Regions from separate parts of the Sus scrofa genome. Here region 1 is linked to region 2. The links are chromatin contacts, called in public HiChIP or PLAC-seq maps. All regions are on one chromosome and are shown on one strand. The core of a region is the stretch at or near the end of the contact, and the rest is flanking DNA. Distances in the headings are between cores, read along the strand shown. Region 1 overlaps RFXAP (regulatory factor X-associated protein). Region 2 overlaps SPG20 (spartin).

Region 1 (5,694 bases), core at 474-2,973, 360 kb before region 2:
AAAATGCAAATAGGATTAAATGTTGATATAATAATCCATGATTATAGGCGTTTCAATGATGTAATGAATGGGTCTTCGCTTTTCTTCCTTGTTGCCCAGTCCCTGTGGGACTTTAGATAAGTCCAAAGCCTTTCTAGGCTATCTCGGCCTACAATGATCTATCCTTTCCACTACTAAAGCAGTACTGTCTAACTGGTCTTACTGTATCCTGACTGTTTCTACTTGTTATTTTCTTTACATTCAGTTCAACAAAGATAAAGACTTGCAGCTCTTGATTCCTCAGAACTGAAAAAGTGTCCCATTCTATAAGGTAAATGGCTGTTATCTGTTGCTTATAGCAATTAATTATCTTCCCAGAAAATCATGCAAATTATTTCAGAATAGGAAAATTATTAAGGTTCTTTTTGTGGGGGGTGGAGACTAATTCAAAATCTATTGGCCTTTTATACATTTTCCTCAAATGGCAGATGTAAATTCTGGGCAATTAAAAAAAAGAAAATAGCTATAGGTAAAACACGTCCTTCTTGGAAAAAAGTACACTATCTCCTCTCTCTGTAAAGAGTTCTGAAGTGAGTAAGTACCTCTGGACCAAAGAGAAGGACAAACAACTACCCTCTGTCATTCTGTAATAAGTGAGATGCTCTTTTACTGAGAATTGAGGTACCAAGAAGAAAATTCTGAGAAGAGGGCCCTGAGGACAGAGTACTAAGCATAAAGTACTAAGAACAGAGTACTGAGAATAGGGTTAACTGAGAATGTAACATTAAGAACACTACAAGAGTACTTTTAATAGGGGTACTAAGAATAATATACTAAAAAAAAAGGATACTGAAAATGGAGTAGTGAAAACAGGAAGAGATTACCTTCTCCGAAATACTAATTTCATCTAGGTTCCTACATCTCTGTGCCTGCTCCTCTAGTGATGAATCAGATCATTTACTATCTGCTGTTTCGGCCCATATCCCAGATCTCTGAAGTGAGAGCTTTGCTGACGTGTGACATCATTTTCACCGAAATTTATTCATCTCTAACAAGGATGCACCAGAACTGTTCAGGCTTTGCACATGTTTGCATAAACTTTAATTGAGGGCAAACACTAACTCTGAACCCACAAGTCCAGCCACAGCAACCTGGCCTGCTTGGGAGCCGGTGGGCAGGCGCTGGAGAAGCAGGCAAGAGCGGCGTTTTTTTCGTCCACCTCCCACTCCCACAGATCCCAACTGATACCTCCAGTTTGACGTGTCCTGCGCTGCCAGCCGGGGCGGCCCCACCGCAGTTCAGAGCCTGGTCACTTTTCTTCTTTTTGTACTTGTCCTTGTACATCTTGTTGCGGTGCTTCTTGCACATCCAGGGCTTGCGCTGCTTGGCCACCTGGCTTGTGGTCTCACTGCAGCCCTCATAGGTGCAGGTCTTGCTCATGCTGGTCCCGCCGCTGCCCCGTCTCCGGGCTCCCCCGCTGCCGCCCTCGCCCCCGAGTGTGTCTCCTCGTCTTCCAGATCCTCCAAGCTAGCCGTGCTCTCGCCTCCCCCTGGGGGGTCCGAAGTGTCCAGCAGGTCGGTTTCGTCCTCCCCCGCCTCGTCCTCGCCATCCCCGCCACTTCACACAGGTAGCCAACAGGCTTGCCCGTCCCGGCGCTGCCCCCCAGTGCCGGAGCCTGCCTCAGGACGCCCTCTGCCGCAGCCTCGTCCTGCCCTCCACAGGGGCGCATCACCAGCAGGGTGAACTGAGAGGCCGCAGCCGGGACCGGGGCGGCAGCCAGGGCCTGGCCGGGGCAGAGGCTGGGGCCCCGGGGCGGAGCGCGCCGCTGGCGGCGCCCGGCCCCGCGCCCTCGGCGACAGCCTGCACCTCCGTGCTGCTGAGACCTGGTGGGGGTCCACGACCCCAGCCTTTCTGCACCTGCTGGGCCCAACTGCACTGAGCAAACCACCGACCCCGGCCCGCCGAGGGGAAGAGGGGGCGGATCCGCGACAGCACCCCGACTGCGCCTGCGCAGCTGCAGCCTGCGCGTGAGCGTCCCTACGCTTCGTGCCTTTCTGGGCACCCGGCGTCTCTGAGGGGCGGGGCTAAGCCTCCGCCGGAGGGGCGGAGTGCGCATGTGCGGTTGGCCGTGGCGGGAGATGCGACGCTCGGCGCCCGGGTGGCTGAGTGCATCTGAGCTCCTGCGGGGCTGCGTGGGGCACCGCTTTGTGACTGGGACCTACTCTGTCTGAAACGTTTCAAAGCACTTTGTACTGGAGCTCTTCGATGTAAATTCAGATTGTGTCTGAGCCATCTTTTGACTTGTGGCGTCGAGACGCTCTTGATAATATTTCGCCCCAAAGTGCCTGAAATGGGAGGTGTGAAGCCGGGATGTGATGGTGTCGCAACCGGACAGCACTAGTTAGCAATGAAGGCAGAGGCGGCCGGTTTGGAAATGGTGCAGTGGAGAAGGAGTGGACCGGACCCCGGGGCCAAGGTGTATTTGTGTTGAGAACTAGATGCCTTCCTCTTGAAACATTTTCCTCTCTGGGAAACTTATTTGCTGATTTTTGAAACCTGGCCTTTGCTAGCACCTCTGAGGTAAGTCTTAAATACCACTTTAATTAGCTAAATGAAAAGGAACATTGAATGACGCTAAAAAAAAAAAACCCCCCAAAAACAAAACCAATGATCTATCATTTCTACCGGTGGTCGCACAGTTGCTGGTTGCTGAATCTTGACTTAGCCAGATCTCAGGAGGGATCGGATCCTGCCCATGTCCTGAATCAAACTGTCCGGTAGCTGTGCTCGTTCCTTTTATTTCTTCCTTCTCGTCTACTCAGAGCTCCCATTATGCCTATTGGAAAGGAAAGCCATGGTTCTCCAACAAATGATAAATCCGTTCACATTAGTGTTTGGGTGGGTCACCAGCTGCATTTTAAGGAGAGGAAGGGAGAGGGTTTGGAATTAGACCGACCTGAGTGGCACTGTGTAACCAGGGCTCTTCAGTGATGCCCTCTCTGGGCTGCCGTCTTCTCTTTGGTAAAACAGGCAGCCTGTTGTGTGCTGGAGCCAGGTGATAAGAGCCTGCTGTTAAAATGTCACGATTTTAGTTAAAAATTAAATTACATAAATTTACAATTGAATTAAGTTCAAGGCAAAGGTTAAGGAGTTTCCGTTGTGGCTAAGTGGGTCAAGAACCTGACAAAAGAGTCCGTGAGGATGTGGGTTCCATCCACCGCCTTGCTTAGTGAGTTAAAGATCTGGGTGGTGTAGGTGGAAGAGGAGGCTCCAATCCCGTGTTGCTGGTGGCTGTGGCCTAGGCCAGCAGTTGCAGCTCAGGTAGCTCTGATTGGATCCCTGGCCTGGGAACTTAACAAATGCCACAGGTGCAGCTGTAAGGAAGACAAAGAAAAGAAAAAAAGGTTAAAAAACTCAGAACTCATCTCTTTCTAATTGTTTTACTCTTAGCCATGATGATAAGATTGTTTGTCTCTTGTATTTGTATGTGAAGAACTATTTAAGTGGTGTTGGGAAGGATTGTCATGCTGGAAGTTTGAAACCAGCTATGGTGGGAGTGTTTACACCATGGAAATCATCAAAGCAGGACTTGAATTATTGTTGGTTGTTTCCAAACTTAAGAAAGTGGTAGTAAAACTGCTAAGATTAAACTTAAAATGTTTCGTGTCTATGGCTCTCACACTGTCATCCCCCCCCATGGAGGAAATATTATTTCATCTTTTGACAACCATCATGATTGCAGCAAAGAAGTTGCTTACATGATTAAGAACAAGTGAAGTGCTGACATCTTCATTGTTTAACTTTTGGTTTAATGTAAACAGACACATCAGCCAACATGCACCTCAGAACCACACTCTTGGTCAATAATATGAGCAACTTCTTTGCTTGTATTAGAAATCAAGCATTTATTTATTGTCAGCTTGTGAAACATTGATTAGATAATTATAAAAACTGGTATGGATTTTGCAGGAAGTGGCAAGTCACACTGAAGTTTTGGGTGTATGGAATTTATGATAAAAGGACTTGTGTCTTGTATCATTATTTGTAAATTGTGTGCTAAACATTCAGTTAACTGTTTTTTTGATTTTTTTTTTTTTAATTTACCAGCATGTCACTGAGGGCAGAACTATTTAATGCTAGTACAAATTCCTGTTATAGTATTCAATAAATAGAGCAGGTTGGATTTTTTTAAACTTTTATCAAGGTATAATTTACATACTATAAAAACTATAGTGTACAATTTGGTGACTTTTAGTAAATTTATGGAGTTCTGCAACCATAACCACACTCCAGTTTTAGAACAGTTTCAACACTATGTCAGCTCCTTCCTGTCCATTCTCAACCTCTGATTTGTTTCCCAGCCCCAGGAAGCCAACTAATCTACTGTACTCTTGTCTTTTGTGGGCATTTTATATAGATGTAATCATGTAATAAGACATGGCCTTTTCAACCTGGCTTCCTAAACTTAACATAATGTTTTTAAGATTCATCTACTTTACACCATCAAACTCCTAGAAGAAAACATAGGCAAAACACTCTCTGACATCAACATCATGAGTATTTTCTCAGGTCAGTCTCCCAAAGCAATCGAAATTAGAGCAAAAATAAACCCATGGGACCTCATCAAACTGAAAAGCTTTTGCACAGCAAAGGAAACCCAAAAGAAAACAAAAAGACAACTTACAGAATGGGAGAAAACAGTTTCAAATGATGCAACTGACAAGGGCTTAATCTCTAGAATATATAAGCAACTTATACAACTCAACAGCAAAAAAACCAATCAATCAATGGAAAAATGGGCAAAAGACCTGAATAGACATTTCTCCAAAGAAGATACACAGATGGCCAGCAAACACATGAAAAAATGCTCAACATCGCTGATTATAAGAGAAATGCAAATCAAAACTACCATGAGATACCACCTCACACCAGTCAGAATGGCCCTCATTAATAAATCCACAAATAACAAGTGCTGGAGGGGCTGTGGAGAAAAGGGAACCCTCCTGCACTGCTGGTGGGAATGTAAACTGGTACAGCCACTATGGAGAACAGTTTGGAGATACCTTAGAAATCTATACATAGAACTTCCATATGACCCTGCAATCCCACTCTTGGGCATCTATCCGGACAAAGCTCTACTTAAAAGAGACACATGCACCCGCATGTTCATTGCAGCACTATTCACAATAGCCAGGACATGGAAACAATCCAAATGTCCATCGACAGAGGATTGGATTCGGAAGATGTGGTATATATACACAATGGAATACTACTCAGCCATAAAAAAGGATGACATCATGCCATTTGCAGCAACATGGATGGAATTAGAGAATCTCATCCTGAGTGAAATGAGCCAGAAAGACAAAGACAAATACCATATGATATCACTTATAACTGGAATCTAATATCCAGCACAAATGAACATCTCCTCAGAAGAGAAAATCATGGACTTGGAGAAGAGACTTGTGGTTGCCTGATGGGAGGGGGAGGGAGTGGGAGGGATCGAGAGCTTGGGCTTATCAGACACAACCTAGAATAGATTTACAAGGAGATCCCGCTGAATAGCATTGAGAACTATGTCTAGATACTCATGTTGCAACAGAAGAAAGGGTGGGGGAAAAACTGTAATTGTAATGTATACATGTAAGGATAACCTGACCCCCTTGCTGTACAGTGGGAAAATAAAATAAAATTAAAAAAAAAAAAAGATTCATC
Region 2 (5,920 bases), core at 3,096-5,595:
TAAAACAAAAAATGTCAATGTTGGGTTTCTAGTTAAAATAATTGTTTAGCTTCTCTGGTGGAAGATAATGTGTGTTTAAACCCTAGCTTCACTTCTTGGTTGTTGACTCTAAGCAACTTGATTAACTTCTCTATGCCTCAGTTTTCTTGTACATAAAATAACAGCACTAACCAACTTCATGGAATTGTTGTGAGGATTAAATCATATAACATGTGGAGTACTTGGAGACGGTTTGGTTTTATTTCCACAAAGGATGAATAGTAAAGAAAACCTAAATTTATTTTGACCACCATTTATTTAAAGCTAGACCCATTCTTGGTTAATGGTGAACTGCCTAAGGACACCAGTTTTAATACTGTGTAATTACTAGAACAGTAACACTTTTAGCACAGTTCTGTGAGTGTTTTGCAGAGAGATCAGAGTAGCAAATGGCTGATTTTTATGGAGGGTTTATCAATGTTGATGATTCCAGAAAGGCTTGTAAAATATATTCAAATATTATAACGTTTATTTGCTGCTATAATGATATTTAAAACGTCAATGGAAACCTAGTTCTATGTATTGATTTGTTTTAATCTTTTCAGGTCTGTGACTGGTTGTATCCTCTAGTTCCTGATAGATCTCCAGTTCTTAAGTGTACTGTAGGGGCCTACATGTTTCCTGATACTATGTTACAAGCATCAGGGTGCTTCGTGGGGGTCGTCTTGTCTTCTGAATTACCGGAAGATGACAGAGAACTCTTTGAGGATCTGTTAAGACAAATGTCTGACCTTCGGCTCCAGGTAACTTGTGTGATCACCTTCAGGATGAAAACCTACTTTAACATAAGCATTTCTGCTTTTAAAGAGGTTGTAATAAGCTCTAATGTGATGAGAGTTAGGAAACAGAGTATATAATTTGCTTTGTGTGTTCATGAATACAATCTGGGAATTGGTTGTAAATAGTGATTAAGATTGTGGGCTCTGGAGTCACAGAGGAAGTTAGTTTACTAGCTGAAATTTTGACTTGTCCTTACTCTTAAGCATCCATTCAGCAAAATGTATGCAAGCAGATTACCTTTAGTGTTAAGTGTGAAAATGAAAAAATAAAATCAACCTTCCAACAATGCAGAGTAGTTAACTGTACATGAGGTTTGCTAATTGCTTTTAAACTCATTTAGTCTTGTTTCCTATAATTTAGTATTTATTGTTTAACTAAATTCAAATATAGTGGCATGTGATTTAACTATCACTTATACTGACAACTGCTATAAGTTTATCTCTCATACTTTGTCTTTGGGATTTGCTTTAGGCTATCCTGTGAACCAAAGAACTCAAAGGTTGGTGATAGTATAGAAAGGAGTTCCCTTGTGGCTCAGTGGGTTAAGGACCTGGCATTGTCACTACTGTGGCTTGGGCAGCTGCTATACGTGGATTTGATCCCTGGCCTGGGAACTTGCATATGCCACAAGCATGGCCAAAGAAAAGTATAAAGAAAGACCAACAAAAGTCATTGTAAAACACTGCCGTTTGAATAAGTCTGTTATTAGAGTGTGGTATACCACAGCTTAGAGGAAACGTGAATTGAGCTACACTTAGACCTTTACTCCCTAGGCCAACTGGGACCGGGCAGAAGGAGAAAATGAATTCCAAATCCCGGGAAGATCAAGATGTCCCTCTGACCAGTTGAGGGAAGCCAGTGGCACTGATGTGAGACAGCTGGACCAGGGCAGTAAGGATGTGCGTCATAAGGGAAAACGAGGCAAAAAAGAAAGTAAAGTAAGTGAAAGTTCGTCAGGGTATGAGTGTGTGTTCTCCTCTAATGGTGCCTCTCACCAGTTTAAATGATTTATAAGATCTTCTTCCCATTTACTCCAGCAAAGCAGCTTCCACATTCACAGCGTGATCACTGGTAAAGATAATCAGAGTCATCTCTAATGTTTCCCTTTTCAAGTATTTGTTGTGTAAACTATTTAAAAGATACTCTGTGCTTTGGGGAATAGATTTTTTTTTTTAACTACTTGCAAGATTTGTGTGTGTGTGTAGACACATTTTTATTTCTCTTGAGTAAATAGGAGTGGGTCATAGAGTAGGGATATGGAAAAAATAAAAAAGGCACAACATTGTAAATCAACTATACTTTAATTAGGAATAAGTAAATACAAAAAAATCAAGTAGGTATGTGTTTAATTTTATAAGACATTGCCAAGCAGTTTTTCAAAATGGCTTTCCCACTTTGCATTTCCACCCACAAAATATGAATTTTTTCTACATCCTTGCCAATTTTTTTCGGTTTCTTTTTTTCTGAAGCTTAGCCATACCTGTGGGTGTGTGGTGATATCTCATTGTGGCGATAAGCACATTTCCCTGATGACTAACCACGTGCTGTTTGTCCATCTGTATATATTTACATTAATGATATATTTTTTTGTTTTGTTTTGTGTTATTCTCCACCTAGATCTTGGGGCTAGGCATGCTTTTCTTTACACTGCCATTTTTATTCATTCCTTCTTTCTCTATAAATAGTCAACAGGACCGAGAAAAATGGATTTTTAAAAATATATTTAGTTTCTTCTTTCATTTCTTAGATTCTGAGTATGTAATATGTTCTAAATGGTAATTTTATATTAGAGTTCAATAAATATTTATTGAGTGCTAGAAAGCTGAGCACAGTGGAGAAAAGATTAAATTTCTCAGTTCAAAGGATTTGTCATCTAGTTTGGAGGACAGATTATCAAAGAGATAATTTCTACCCAGTGTGTTCATTAGATCAAAGTACGTCTATAAACAGATAAGTGCATTTGTAATTTTGATAGATTTTGCTAAGTTGCCTTCCCTAAGCATTATACTATTCAGCACTCCACCAGTAGTGTGTGAGAGTACCTGTCTCCGCATAGCCTGCTCAACAGAGTGGGCGGTCACTCTTTCTGTATTTTGGGAGTCTGTTGCTGAGAAATAGTGTATTGGAATAGATTCATAGTGATTTCATTATGAGTGAAGTTGAGCCAGTGCCTAAGGGTAACTTGAATTTTGTTTCCTGTGTGATGTTGTTATCCTTGTCCATTTTTATTTTTATTACCAGATTGCTAGTCCTTTTCTTCTCAATTCCTAGAACTCTTTATGTATTAGGGACGTTGGCCCATTGTCAAAGATAGAAATTGCAGATATTTTGTTCAGTTTGTCTTTAGGTTTTATTTATGTGGCTTTTCCCTACATGTAGAAGTTTTTGTTTTTAATGTTGTTTAATATTTTAAGTGAAACTGTATTTCTGTTGGGCAGTTGGCATTTCAAGTTATTTTATAACATTATGAGGTCTGAGTTAGCCTACTCCTAATTTTTTAAAATGAAAATAAATATAACTTTGAGATTTTGAGTGTTGGCCCTAGCTGTTAAATTATCAAAGTACACTTATTTCTGTGTTTCCCATTTCCAGTCAAATGGAATGGCACAGTCTGTTTATATATTTTTACTTGTACTTGATTTCTGTCAAAACCAGTTTGATATATCCTTACCAATTGAGTTATTTGGCAGAAATCTTTTAACCTTACTAAGTACTGTGTGCATTACTAATATCTAGACAATGTTAGCTATATGAAGGAACTCAATCTAGTCAAAGAAAGGAAAAAATCAATTTAAATATGCTTTGATAAATACTGTATTGGAGATATGTTGGTATTTAAATCTTACTTACCAGTGGACCTCACATAAGACCGGAACAGTTTTCAACTTCATAGTAGTTATGGTAATGTGCTTATTTTTGTAATAAAATGTACTGATAATTAGGTTGATTGTAAATATCTTCACTAAGTAGTACTTGTTGGCTCAGTATTTTATTACAAAATGCTTATGACTTTTCCCCCATTAGTGTTTATTATTTCACATTTTGAAATATTTTTACTATTTAGGCCAAAGGTTCTTCCAGTGAGGAAGTTAATCTGAGTCACATTGTGCCGTATGAGCCAGTTTCAGAAGAAAAAGCAAAGGAATTACCTGAATGGAGTGAGAAAGTGGCTCAAAACATTTTGTCAGGTATTATAGTAAAACTTTTCCCTTATAGTGTGAAATGTTTGGATCCCATTAGAGAATACTTAGATGATTTTATATTTTGATTCTAAACGATCAGTTTATGAACAGTTAAAAGTTGAAGGAACTAGTCTCTTTGAATATCACGTGTTGTCATATAGTTGTAAGTTCTTCTTGGGAAACTTATTTTTCCGTTTTACTCTTAGGAAAATTGGTAGTGAAAAGCTTTAAGAATCCCCAAACTTTAAGAATTTCTCTGAACGTAAAATTAGTTACTTCCCCTTCCCCTTTGAAATTAGCCCTTAATCTTTTTTTCTCCCTTTCTCTCTCTTCCCCTTTCCTTCTCCACCAGAAGTAATCACAATTTTGGAAGCAAAGCAGCACTCCCCTACCACACAGCAGTGCAGGCATGAGAAGATCTGAGAATTATAGCCAGGCAGTTTGGGAAGTAGGCCCTCCTATTTAATTATGGTTAGAAAAGGCTTCAGATCATTTATCTTAAAACCAGAATGCGCATTACTGACACATGCATTTATATTTTACTTGGCTAACATTTTAACTTTTCAACTCTAGTAGCTCTCAGATTGAGACCTTCAATTTTGTTTTTTAAAAACATTGCCAGTTGTCATTAGATCAGATTCATGACCCAAGTAAGGGATCTCGGCCAGTTTTAAAAGTCTGTCAATAGTCTCTCTACTCAAAACTCATTAAAATAATAAAAGTGTCTAAAGCAGAGGAAATCTTCAATATGAAAAACCAACATAAAATAAGCAAAAAATGATTAAGTGCCTAGGAGCAAACAAAATACTTCCCCCAGTGTCAAAGGGCTGCTTGAGAGGAGTAGAAAAGATAAAGCTAAATTTCCATATGTATGTGTAACAGTTAAAACTGACCCTTGGGGAATTCCTGTTGTGGCTCAGCAGTAATGAACCCAACTAGTATCCCTGAGGATGTGGGCTGGATCCCTGGCCTTGCTCAGTGGGTTAAGGATCCAGCATTGCCTTGAGTTGTGGTGTAAGTTGCAGTCACAGCTCATATCTGGCATTGCTGTGGCTGTGATGTAGGCCAGCAGCTGTAGCTCTGATGTGACCCCTAGCCTGGAAATTTTCATATGCTGCAGGTTTGGCCCTAAAAAGCAAAAAAAAAAAAAAAAAAAAAAAAAGACCTTTGAAAGAGATTTTTTAAGAAGTTGTAAAGAAAAAGCTCCACTCATACTACTTTGCCCCTTAGTTTTATAGGCTACTAAGCTATTTATTAGTTCAGTATTCAGAAAACTTGTCCTTATCTGCATGTATGTAGATAACTAAATTCAAAGGTAAGTAAAAATTTCGAGTTTATACTGCTACAAGATTATATACTATCCATGTGTAAAAAGCCATCTCAAACTTAATGGCATGAAACAGCAAACATTTGTTTATGCTTAGGAATTCTGAGGCCAGGTATTCTAAAAGATCATAGCAGGGACAGCTTGTGTCTACTTCATGATATTGGAGCCTCCGGTAGGAAGACTTGAAGACTGACTAGTGACTCAGTAGCTGGGGGCTGGAATCATCTGAAGTCTCCTTCAGTCACACATCTGACATCTGGGTTGGGAGAGCTCAAAATCTAGGATTGCCTACACGTAGCCTGTTGACTTTCTCACAGCATGGCGGCCTTTAGCTAATCTGGCTTCTTCATGGTAGCTGAGCGTTCAAGTGTGAATGAGGCACGAGGCAGCAGAAGCTGCTTTACCCTTTCTCACATACTCTTGGAAATTTCCAGCATCATTCATTATAAGAAAGTAACACACCTACCCAGATTCAGGGGGATATGACGTAGACCCCACTTCTCAATGAGAGGAATGTCAAGATCATGTTGAAAGAACGCGTGGAACAGGAGATGATGATTTGGGGCATCTTTGGAAAATAGCACTTGCCACA

What was found. HiChIP or PLAC-seq counts read pairs in DNA pulled down with a chosen protein or histone mark.
Region 1: a contact with region 2 is called in an H3K27ac HiChIP or PLAC-seq map of alveolar macrophages. The contact joins two enhancer-like sites. A contact is called at or near these places in 2 of 5 promoter capture datasets (fetal liver and fetal skeletal muscle) and 1 of 2 datasets of contacts at active chromatin or transcription factors (alveolar macrophages).

Annotation. Positions count from the first base shown.
Region 1 is chr11:12,685,775-12,691,468 of Sscrofa11.1, reverse strand. RFXAP (regulatory factor X-associated protein) reads right to left here. Exons shown (of 7, transcript XM_013980439.2): 2 at 1,768-2,000; 3 at 1,600-1,765; 4 at 1,478-1,597; 5 at 1,228-1,475. Among named protein-coding and RNA genes, the nearest start is that of RFXAP, 28 kb to the right of the region's middle. Within about 2 kb of position 1,723, at least 69 of the 83 cell types and tissues checked have an H3K27ac peak or open chromatin away from gene starts, as enhancers often do. A contact at or near this core is called in alveolar macrophages, where this site is marked.
Region 2 is chr11:12,327,871-12,333,790 of Sscrofa11.1, reverse strand. It overlaps SPG20 (spartin), which reads left to right. Exons shown (of 11, transcript XM_021065568.1): 3 at 585-782; 4 at 1,593-1,757; 5 at 3,884-4,007. Among named protein-coding and RNA genes, the nearest start is that of SPG20, 15 kb to the left of the region's middle. Within about 2 kb of position 4,345, at least 4 of the 83 cell types and tissues checked have an H3K27ac peak or open chromatin away from gene starts, as enhancers often do. A contact at or near this core is called in alveolar macrophages, where this site is marked.